Regions from separate parts of the Sus scrofa genome. Here regions 1, 2 and 4 are each linked to region 3. Evidence: chromatin contacts called from public Hi-C and HiChIP or PLAC-seq data. All regions are on one chromosome and are shown on one strand. Each heading gives the region's core, a stretch centred on a gene start, on an enhancer-like site or on the middle of the called end of the contact. The rest is flanking DNA. Distances are from core to core; before and after follow the strand shown. Region 1 has its middle 520 kb from the start of PDE10A. Region 2 overlaps PACRG (parkin coregulated gene protein). Region 3 has its middle 500 kb from the start of QKI. Region 4 has its middle 330 kb from the start of PDE10A.

The links. A called contact is a pair of places that touch in the nucleus more often than the background predicts. HiChIP or PLAC-seq counts read pairs in DNA pulled down with a chosen protein or histone mark.
Region 1: a Hi-C map of embryonic fibroblasts shows a contact between it and region 3, with 7 times the contacts expected there. The contact joins two enhancer-like sites. A contact is called at or near these places in 6 of 47 Hi-C or Micro-C datasets (embryonic fibroblasts, fetal heart ventricle, fetal skeletal muscle and 2 more).
Region 2: a contact with region 3 is called in an H3K27ac HiChIP or PLAC-seq map of alveolar macrophages. The contact joins two enhancer-like sites. A contact is called at or near these places in 2 of 2 datasets of contacts at active chromatin or transcription factors (alveolar macrophages and skeletal muscle).
Region 4: an H3K27ac HiChIP or PLAC-seq map of alveolar macrophages shows a contact between it and region 3. The contact joins two enhancer-like sites. A contact is called at or near these places in 1 of 47 Hi-C or Micro-C datasets (embryonic fibroblasts) and 1 of 2 datasets of contacts at active chromatin or transcription factors (alveolar macrophages).

The regions. Positions count from the first base shown.
Region 1 is chr1:3,641,257-3,643,956 of Sscrofa11.1, reverse strand. No RefSeq gene overlaps it. Among named protein-coding and RNA genes, the nearest start is that of PDE10A, 520 kb to the right of the region's middle. Within about 2 kb of position 1,311, at least 5 of the 83 cell types and tissues checked have an H3K27ac peak or open chromatin away from gene starts, as enhancers often do.
Region 2 is chr1:5,031,322-5,034,021 of Sscrofa11.1, reverse strand. The region is part of intron 4 of PACRG (parkin coregulated gene protein); the gene reads left to right. Among named protein-coding and RNA genes, the nearest start is that of QKI, 150 kb to the right of the region's middle. Within about 2 kb of position 1,326, at least 10 of the 83 cell types and tissues checked have an H3K27ac peak or open chromatin away from gene starts, as enhancers often do. A contact at or near this core is called in alveolar macrophages, where this site is marked.
Region 3 is chr1:4,381,139-4,383,838 of Sscrofa11.1, reverse strand. No RefSeq gene overlaps it. Among named protein-coding and RNA genes, the nearest start is that of QKI, 500 kb to the left of the region's middle. Within about 2 kb of position 1,353, at least 30 of the 83 cell types and tissues checked have an H3K27ac peak or open chromatin away from gene starts, as enhancers often do. A contact at or near this core is called in alveolar macrophages, where this site is marked.
Region 4 is chr1:3,453,785-3,456,484 of Sscrofa11.1, reverse strand. No RefSeq gene overlaps it. Among named protein-coding and RNA genes, the nearest start is that of PDE10A, 330 kb to the right of the region's middle. Within about 2 kb of position 1,339, at least 8 of the 83 cell types and tissues checked have an H3K27ac peak or open chromatin away from gene starts, as enhancers often do. A contact at or near this core is called in alveolar macrophages, where this site is marked.

The sequences.
Region 1 (2,700 bases), core at 62-2,561, 740 kb after region 3:
ACAGCACACGTGCAGACAGATACCTAGGGACACCCTCAGGACGGCAACTTGGGAAAAAAAGGCATGGTCCCTACATCACCACAAACAGTATCTCCTTTCACTTGCTGGTGAGATTCTTTTTATTTTATTTTTTATTTTATTTTTATTTATTTATTTATTTATTTATTTATTTTTGCCATTTCTTGGGCCGCTCCCATGGCATATGGAGGTTCCCAGGCTAGGGGTCTACTCAGAGCTGTAGCCGCCAGCCTATGCCAGAGCCACAGCAACTCGGGATCTGAGCCTCACCTGCAACCTACACCACAGCTCACGGCAATGCCGGATCCTTAACCCACTGAGCAAGGCCAGGGATCGAACCTGTAACTTTGTGGTTCCTAGTCAGATTCGTTAACCACTGAGCCATGAGGGGAACTCCATCACTTGCTGGTAAGTTTCTTGAAAAGCTCATTTCAAGTTAGCAAAATTCAGAGATGCTGCATCAGAATACCGTAAAGTACTTCTCAAATGTTCTGATTCAGCTGAAAATTATTCTAAGTATGCAGTCTGGAATTCAACACAAACAGGCACATCTAACTCTTCATTTTCAGATGCTGCTAATTTCTCACTGACTTCTTTTACAATATTGCCTTTTTAAAAATATATTCTCTTTCAATATATTTTCTAATATAAGTACTCCAGACGCCCCCAAAAGTAGAAAAAAAAGAATTGTAATAAACGATAGTATAGAAAGTAGGTGATTCTGCAGTACCACCTAGAGCCTGAGGAAATCACAACACTATTCCTAATAAGCTAAACAGTCTTCTCCTTTCCCGGAAATTAGAGACTTTGAGGGGGGGGGAAATGTCCTTTTCTCCTCCTTACATGGCATCCGTTTAACCCTAATTAATTAAACCTGTGGTATGCCAATAACCTTCACTTTGATAACATTGCGGCATTTTTGAGAAAATTCTCTGCTATGCAGTTGTGTGACCACACAGATCTCGGAGAAAGGAGCATTCCAGGACCTATCTTTCCCACGTGACATCCAGCCCTAGATCTCAATTTCTGGTTGTGTATCCTGGGGAAAGCGTATGGAAAATATTACATCAGATGGGGTTTTTATTAAACGTCCGAAAATATTCAACTAGACATCTAAGCAAACGTATGCATCTTTCACCAGAAATCTATGTTTCAAATGCCAAGTAAAATGTGTTAAAGAAGAGCACAGGAAGGGAAGAGATACAAAGTGTCTATTATTTGGGGGGCGCGCGTCCCCTTTTCCCTTCAAATCCGCTTCTTTATCTCAGTCAAGTTGGCTGCCCCGTGGTGTGCCTGCCTCTTACCATATCTCCTCTTTGCAGAGGGCTGCCCACAGCTATCAGGGGTCCCTGTTTCCTCTGAATTAATGCCATTGATAAGCGTAAAAAGGAGAAAATGTTGGCAATATATGATTGTGGATTCGGTGATGCAACGTCAGGGGCAGTCTACCAAAAGCGCTTATGAGGAGCCTGACACGTGAGGATGAATGGAAATGAAGGAGGGTGCTCACAGCCGTCGAAGCCCAGGGCCCCGTGGACTCCGAGGCTCTGCTGCCACCTGCTGGCCGCGAGGAGAACCGAGGCTGAGCCTCCGCACAGCATCATTGACTGACTGCTCGCTCATTAAGGTAACAGTTCTTGTAGGTCACGGCTTTCCCAGACATGTCAGGTAGCCCTCTCTTGATGTTCTGATTCATTTCCTGAAACAGGTACGCCAAAGACTGGCAGAAACGCTGGGGAATATATTCTGAACCCAAGTGGTATGTGCTACTTTATTTAAACTAATAAATAATTTAAAATAATATACACATGAGAGCAAGACAGACTTAAAGACTGGAGATAAATTTGAGGTAATGATTTAAATTGTTCCTTTATGATATTCTTTGCCCCCCATGCAGTCAATAAATGAACACTTCGCATTTTGCCAATGACATTATTTGGTTACAACCCAGGGAACGGAACATCCAGCAACTACGGATGAGGCCGTACACATACTTCCATCCCGCAGTGAAGGGCTGCTGCTTCCCTCTTTGCCTTTCCAGCCCCAAAGGTGCTGGAATTAAATGTCATGCGCTATTTCTATTTTTTTTCCCCGAATTGATTCGGTATTTGATTTCTCCCCACCGTCTGAGTGCTACCTCTAGTCTGAGATCGCTGTCGTGCATTAAGCTAATTTGGATTGCGAAAAAAGTACAAGACCAGAAAGTCGATTCCGAGGCCAGATATCCTGCGAGGAGAGTTCGGGACAAGCAAGGAGACATTCATTAGCGCTGCCTTCAGCGATTTCACCGACGCAGGTGGGATTGCTGGCGGAATGAACGCCCAGGATGCTGAGTACCAGAGAGCTGTGGTCACGGCCCTTTGGGGTGTGCGGCTTGATTTCACTGCGTGGGAAATGGAAGCAAGGCATCTATAACGAGCATGGAAAACCTCAGGAAGGTTGAAGTGTGCAGACTAATGACAGTGGGGGAAGCGGCAATTCCCAGTTTCCTGAGCCGCATTCACAGCTGTGGTAGGAAGAGGAAAGAATATATTTGGGGTCTTTCAATGGGACACATAGATATTTTAATGTTGCGATGCCCCCCTGCAGCGGTGAGCAGAGAAAAGGAACCCTGAAGGCTCCTGCATAAACACTGTTTTTCTCTGTGTAAAAGAGAAGCCAGCGGTAAGGGCTCTTCTGGGA
Region 2 (2,700 bases), core at 77-2,576, 650 kb before region 3:
CGAAACAGGACATTATTACCTCACAGTCATGAGGCTCAACTTCGTCAGACAGGGCTAGTAACATCGCAGGATTAAGAATGTTGCAACATTAAAGATGCAAATTAGGTTGTGAAAGCAGAAGGATCTCGTAGGAGGTTAGTCTGCTTGCAGAGAAATGTTGAGTCAATTCAGAATTAAGAAGGCTTTGGGCAGCAAGTGGAGTTTGTAAATAAATGTCATTTCCTAGGGTTAAATCCTCTGAGGCTTCCACAAACTTTGCAGCTGCAGCTATAGCCTTAAGGCAGCTGGGATAGGCCAAGAGCCACTGAATCAAGCTGCCCGCTATAATAGGCAATAGGTCTGTGCTTTTTACCATGTTCTTCTGTGAGTTTTCCCAGGCCTGGTTATTGCTCTCCCACACAAACAAGGTGAAAGGTTTTGAAGAGTTAGGTAGCCCGAGGGCAGATGGTTCTTACAGCTCTTGCTTTAGTCCCATTAAGGACTTCTCATGTTTATCTTCCCAAAGAAAGGGCCTAGGGATTGAAATTTTAGTAAATTCCTAGCATATGGGGAAACCAGTAGAGAAAATAGGAAGCCATAGTCTACAGTAAGCTGCCGGGCTGAGGAATCCATGAAGCTGTTGCTTGGTTGTGGGCCTAGGATATTCTTGGATCAGCTTAATTCCTTTCGGAGATAGCTGGATTCCTTCAGTACTTAGATTATGACCTAGGTAACAAACAGCATCTAGAGATAATTGTAATTTTTCCTTAGAGACTTTATGTCCATTTTTAGCCAACTGTTGCAGCAGATAAATGGAATCTTTTATGAATGCCTCTCTGGTAACTGAAACAGCAAGAGATCATCGACAGATTGTAAAAGCGTCAATTTCCTGGGAACTGGAAGGCGCTTACATCTTGGTGGTCACTTAGGAGAAATAAGAAAGGGCCTCAGTGAACCCTGGAGGCACAACTGACCAGGTGTTTATTGACTGTTCCAAGTAAAGATGAATAGATGTTGGCTGTTGGAGTCAACAGGGATGCTGAAAAAATGGAACATGGGTCCACCCCAGAGAACCATTCTGAGTCTGATAGAACTTCTGACAAAGGGTGTTTGGGTTTGGAACAGCTGTGAATAGGGGAATTACCATCTCGTTAATAGCTCTCAAGTCCGGGACAAATCACTGTCCCCACCTATTAGGTTTCCCTACTGGCAGGACCTGTGTGTTGCAAGGGGATGGTACAAGGACCATTTAGCCCCTGGGCAATTAGGTCTTCCACTGTGGGTGTGAAGCTTTAGTGTATGTGAGGCCGTTGGGGAAGAGGTTTACTTCTGCTTCCCATGTCTATTTTGAACTTCACCATGTCCTACCAGCATGCCCACCAGCTGATGAGGAACTGGCATCCTTGGGTCATAGGCCCGGATAATGATAAATTCTTCTGAAATCTTCTGGGGATCTCCTTGGTTTTAGGAAATTCCTTAACATGGCCCTTAGTTCAAATCTCTGACAAAGGAGTGAAAAATACCTGAGAAAGATCTCCTGCAACCTCTGGTGGTTTTATTTTAAAAGGCAACTGTTTAAAAGTCTTGTCTTAGGATTTGCAGAATGTGGGTACTAGGTGAAGGAGGATAAAGAGGCGCAGTAGGGGTCATGCCAGTCTTATTATCTTTTGTTTTAGGTCCCCCTTTAATTTTGACTAGGCTTTAATTTGTCTTTAGCCTTTTGTGACAAATTTTTCAATGAGGCTATTTCAGAATCTTAGAGGAAATCTTTTGGAAGCTTCTGTGTACCAATTAAAATAGGTATGCCATTCTGTTTGTTTAACTAGGGAACCCTGGCTTTCAAGAGTACTCCACAAATGAACAATCCTGTCAAATGGGAATGTTCTCCATAATGGCCATTGTAATTCTGGGTTGTTTTTCATAAGAGTTTTTGCAATTTTAGTAGATATTAATGCTTCCAAGACCGTAGATCTTAAACATAAAATAAGCACATATGCCAAAAAGTGGAATGCTTGATTCTTTGGAGCTTAAGAATCACATTTTTTTTTTTCAGCCAAGTCTTTGGGTATCTTGGAGCCAAACTAATACTTCAGTCTGTTCCTGAGTTGGGGATTGTGTAGTGTTTGACAGTGTACCTCACTGCATGGAACTTTCCTTGAGATTGGCTCTTTACTTAATGTCAATCTAACCCATTCTGTGACCAAATTATCCTAACATGGGAATCCAAGTAGAGTTAAGTAGTGAATGCTCTAATGACTTTTAAGTGCTCACCAATGCCTTTATTGTGCCCCCCAATTTTTGCCATTTTTTTGGCTTTTGAGATGCCCATCAGCAATAGCCTTTACCTCATGTGTACGTTACCACACCAGCAGTAGCCAAAGAGATGCTACTGTGGACTGGCCCTGTGTACACCACCAGCAATTGCTGGGGACCCAGGAACCAGGGACTGGAGAAAGGATTATACCAGTAGACCTCAACAAATGGGGACTTCAGACTGGGGTTCAACATAGTAGGAAACTGCAGATTGAACTACCAGCTATTCCCAGTGTGGAACTGGGGGACTAAATCAAGGGCTGGGGTTTCCAATCAAATGGGGAATTGTGTATTGAACCAAGGGCTAGGAGCTTGGGTGCTAGGTGGGACTGTTTACTAGTTCAAGCTGATCTTCCCTGGACTGGAATTTAATTGGAAGCTCAATGCGGAGAAAGCAGAGCTCAGAAG
Region 3 (2,700 bases), core at 104-2,603:
TGGAACCCTCTCCCCATGGCCACGTTTTCCAGTGAAAGGTGAAAGGGAAAGGTCCCTTTGTGGGAAAATGTTATTATTTTCTTAAGTTATGCTGTTTTTTCCCCAGTCTGCCTTTGGCACACAGTTTACAGTATACATGTAGCATTCATTCCAACAAGCACTTCCCTGGGACAAAATGAAATCCAGGAGAGTATAGAGTATGTGGGAGAAACATCTTTACATGACACTGACTTATAACGAAATCACAATGCTGGATGAAAACCATCTCATTCTCAGAAGCATCCACATTTATGGGAAAATGAGAGTGCAGTGCCCTTGTCTCATATAGAGTTTCTTTACAGAGAGAGTTTTGGCGTTTCACTAAAGGAATGGTAAAGGTTTGACTGCTTGACTGGTGAAATGTTGTGTGTGTGTGTGTGTGTGTGTGTGTGTGTGTGCACATGTGAGGGTGTTTTACACACAAACTCTCCTGAGGCTTGGGAAGGAATAAATTGTTCCACCCTCCTGCAAATGTCATAATTTATTAGCCACTTGCACCTGCCGTGCTACAGATTTCTTTCCCAGTGGAAATAAACACCCCTCCAAGCAGCCACCCTCTCTGGTGCCTAAGGCAAGAGTGAAAAGCTTTGTGTGTCCACTTAGTCTGTTTTTTATTTCTGACCCTCTTGTCAGGGTACTTTATTTGTCATCTTTCCCACTATTCTGGCTAAAGTGGTGCTGCTTTCCGTTAGAATCAGAAGTTTTTTTTTTATCTCTTTATAACCTAATTTGTAAGTGTTTAAAACACTGTTTTGAGGGGGAAGATGGGGAGGGCAAGATGGGAAAAGAGAAAATAACCTAGATTACGGACGTGAACTTCGCCAATGTACCCTTGTGCTTCCTTCCTTTGGGGAGATTATTTTTAAAGAGTTGTATTTGTCCATCTCAGTATGAGTCACTTATGTCACGGACTTTCAGTTTTACTTTCACAGTTTGGGTTTTTTTCCTGCACTATTTTTGATAGAACTCTAGCATCCTTGAGTTGCCAATCGCGTAGGGAAACTTTTAAGTTTTTGAAATTGTTTTCAGTATAAGTCATAATTATTTTATATTTTATTTTATAAAAATACTCCTTGGTTTCTGTTTTTTCCCCTGTTGGGACCTCTTAGCTATATTTGAAAATGTACACATGGCAACACCTAATAATAAAATTCTGAGCACTGATTTCTCTCATGGCAACATTCTTGAACCATGATCATACTTTTGTAATGCTGTGTCCTAACAGGCCAGATGACATTTCCAGCTTGTTAGTCGTTGAGACATCTTAACCTTGAACCGCCTTCAGGTCCTTCAGGGTCAGCACTAGCAGACAGAGCCCCCTGCTGGAATTTCTGGGGACTGGATTGCCAGGGAAAACGTGAGGGTCTCTAGAGAGCTGGGAGACCAGGAGGTCAAATTATAACCTATGCTGTGAAAAAAAATGGATGACATGCTTTTGACTAACAGCAAGAGTTAATATCTCAAGGAATGTTTTTCAATAGCTCGTCATGTCCTTTTGAAAGTTTGGGTGATAAACACAGAGACTCTGATCTCTTTAAATCAGACTGTTTCTCAGATTAGTATTTCTTGAGGAATATTCTTCAGAGATGCAGGAAGAAATGGTGTCTTATCCTTAAGAACGTTTTGAAAATGGTGAATTAAATACAATAAAACATGATTCTTTCTTGCAGAACTTCTCAGAGCCTTTAAGAGGAAAAGATTATTTCAAACAACACACAGAATTTTCCCTAAACTTGTTCGGCTGTGGACCTTTATGGTGTGATACTTTATGAATATTTTGGGAAGTGCTTTGTAGACTATCAGTGTAGGAAATCTACTCTTTTCTTCTAAGAGTTCTGTTTTGAAGAATATTTTACTTCAATTTTATTCTAAATTTACCAGAGTATATAAAATTGAAGCCTACTTCTTATCAATATTTTTTTACTGTTGTTTTTAACTGTGCTGAGAGATACAGCACTTAGTGATTCCTTTTTAAAAATTCATCTTGAACTGAATTCATCTTGAGTGTTTGTCCTAATCTTATCAATATCTTTGTTTAGACCTAGGTTCATTCATACATTATAGAGATTAGCTTTCCTTAGCTTCTATATACATGCTTTGTTTTAACAACTGGCAGTTTTTGTTTTTGTTTTTGTTTTTTTTAAATAAGACTTAAGAGGCAAATGTAGGCAAATGAAGTATTGATTCTGTATTGGAAAAAAAGTGACCTGGTCATATACAGATATTATGAGAACAAACCCTTCCCATAAAATCAGAAAAGTAAGGTATCTTATTTTTATTAGGATTATATGGTTTTCTCTTGAAGTCTCCTACTTTAAAAATATTCCTTTGGGATCATAAACTGATCATTTTGTAACTGTGACAGAGCAAAAGGGATCCTTACCAGAAAACACAAAATGGAATGAGAAATTTTTAATTTTGCAGGATGCCCGGTTTGAAATATTTCCAAAGTTCTGATTGTTTAGATTACCTTTGAATAAGCAAGTGTTCTTGTCTAATGCAGATCTTCTGTGTCTCTGAGGCCCCTGACTACTTATCCTATCACCTAAAATGCTCACACCCAGTAAACTGTTCTTAGTTCAGACTCCAGGAGCCTTTCTATTCTTGTTAGCTTCTAGAAGAGAATGCCTCCACCCCCCGCCCCCCGCCCCTGGTCCACTG
Region 4 (2,700 bases), core at 90-2,589, 930 kb after region 3:
CCTCCCTCTCTCCCTCCCCCCTCTCCCTTCCCCTCTATCCCCCGTCTTTCTCCCTCCCCCTCCCTCTCCCTCTCTTTCCCCTTCCCCCCATCTCTCTCTCCCTTCTCCCTCCTCTCTCCCTCTCTACCTCCCCCTCTCTCCTTCCCAGTCCCTCTCTCCCTCCCCCTCTCTCTCCCTCCCTCTTCTCTCTCCCTCCCACTCTCTCTCCCTCTCCTTCTCTCTCCAGTTTTTAAGACCTCTTTCCTACGTTTCTGTCCATAACTTCCCACTAACAAAAGGGAAGTGACACACCTCTCTGGACAGAAGCCAGATCCCCAGGTCCTCATGGCTGGACCACTGTTTTAGAAAATAGCACACCTCTGACTTGATTATATTTCATTGCCCAGAAACGACAGCGATTTGGGGGAAAGGGTGTTACGACAGCTTTAGCTGATAATCATTCTCGGTAAGGGGGAACTAAATTGGCTCAATAAAGATTTTTGAGCCAAAAAAGTCTTGCTGGGATAGTCCGGGCTCGACATTAAGGAAACGACAGCTTAGAAACACAGCTTTACCAACTGGGACATCATCTCACGTCCCCCAGTTAAGGTTTGACAGGATCTGGGTACCAATTCAGTCTAGTTTCTACCGTTTCAATCCTCTGCAGTCTCTTTGGAACTTAGTTATTCTTATAATATTGCTATTTCGTTTTTCATCCAATCTAAAACTGTGGCTTTTCTGAAAGGTTACAAGTCAGGTACAAATCAGAATGCTCCACAGGCAGTGGTGATCTTGGCAGTGTGTGGCTGCCTCTATTAAGTAGAGTCAATTTAGTGCTGGATAAAGGGAAGGACTAAATTAGAATCGTGGTTGGCAGAAACAGTCTCCCATCTGGCACTGTAATTACATACTACCTTGACCTGCTCCAATCCTCGCTGTTCCAGCCCTGAGATTCCTTGGGGGGGCTGGGGGGGGGATGCACAAGGTTTAGAAGACATGCATTATTTAGAATATCTTCGTCATCTTTCTGAGAGATAAGCAGTCTAAAAAATTATTTTCCCGTGACTTTCTTTTTTTACAGGGAAATGAAACTCCCCGTCACCTAATGAAAGTGACCACTCTATGGACTAAACAGCCCAGATCTGTGTGCCTCTTTTGACCCATGACCTCAGACTTTATTTCAGCGGGGACACTGCTTGGGTACTCTCTTTAGCCACCTCGTTCCTGAGGTTGTTTTTTTTTTTAAGGGTCAGTCCTGGTTGCTGCCGGCATGCGTGCGGCATTTTCAAAGACTCACCCTGGACTTGACCTTCTGCGCCAAAGGGAAATCTGATACAACGCTCGGCTCCCTGTGACAGGCCAATCGGGAAGCCGCGCTCTGCTTGGCTGGGCACTGCCACCTACTGGCAGAATAGATCCTGTTCTCCTGCTCCTTGTATTTATTTTTTTCTCACACTTAGGGTTTCCTCAAATCCATATGGAATTAGCTTCAAATTTCCACCTAGAGCCACACATCGGACTTGGAACTAAAGGAAATCACCCTTTGAATCGCTGCTGCTCAGAATCTGTAAGATCCAGCCTGGTAGAGGTGAAAGACAAGGCTGAGCCCATTTTCCTGTCAAACGCCAGAGTGAGTCACTACCGGGAGTTCTCCCAGTTCCTGCCCCAGGGTCGTTCTAAGCAGCCAAGATCGGGTCCAGCCTTCGGTCTTTACCTCCCTCCAGAGGGCTCCTGCACTCGGAGGCAACCAAATCAGCGGACGGCTTTTAAACAGAAAATGACACTGATTGTCACTAAATATAACAAGTGCCTTATGTACATTTCATTGGAACCACAAGCTCAAATTAGCCTGTCAGAATTTCACGATGCCTGATGCAGTGTGTCAAGTGACACAATTAGCTCAAGAGAATAAAGAAAAGGCTTGTCACAGCCCTCAGAGTGCCTCTCTGAGTTCCATCCCTTCCCGTGGTGCCTGATTTAATTCAAATTCTTTTCACGCTTGAAATGTGCGTGTGCGCGTGTGTGTGTGTGTGTGTGTGTGTGTGTGACTCCTCAAACTTCAAAATGATCACATGATAAAGAGACAGAGTAAAACCTGATTTTTTTTTTAATAACAGCCCCAGTGCTTTCTTTCTCCTTCTGCTCCCCTTCTGCAAATGAGAATTTATCAAAGGCTGAATCTAGCCCTTAGTGAGAAAAACAAAGCGTACGGAAAAGATGTAAAATTTGCGTGGAAACTGGAAAGATCAAAGCTTTAGGGATATGGACCAAGAGTGACTCCAGACCACCGAATCCAAAGGCTGAGGGAGTACCCAGTGCCGGCTCTCCCCAGGCGCTGAGAAAACAGAAAGAAGTCTGCATTTCATGTGGCATCAGAAGAAGGGTCCTTTTGGTGCCATGTCCTGCTTCCAGCAAAAGCCAGTATGACAGTAGATCCTTTAGAGAGAAGCTTCACGACACATTCCTCCAAAACGAATGCCCGGGACAGACCCACCCAACCCAACAGCTCACCCACTGCTGCATCAGGATCCGGAATTGTCGCAGATTCTAATTGCAAGGATTGCAAGGAAAGCTCTTTAAATATTGGGGCGGGGGGAGTGCCCCCAAAGACACATGTGTAGCCAAATCATGCCTCTGCTCACCAGCCTCAGGGCCATGGCAGGGAGAGCCCATGGGTTCCAGAAAGCCAGGCAGAGACTTGCCAGGGGGCAGGGGAGACCC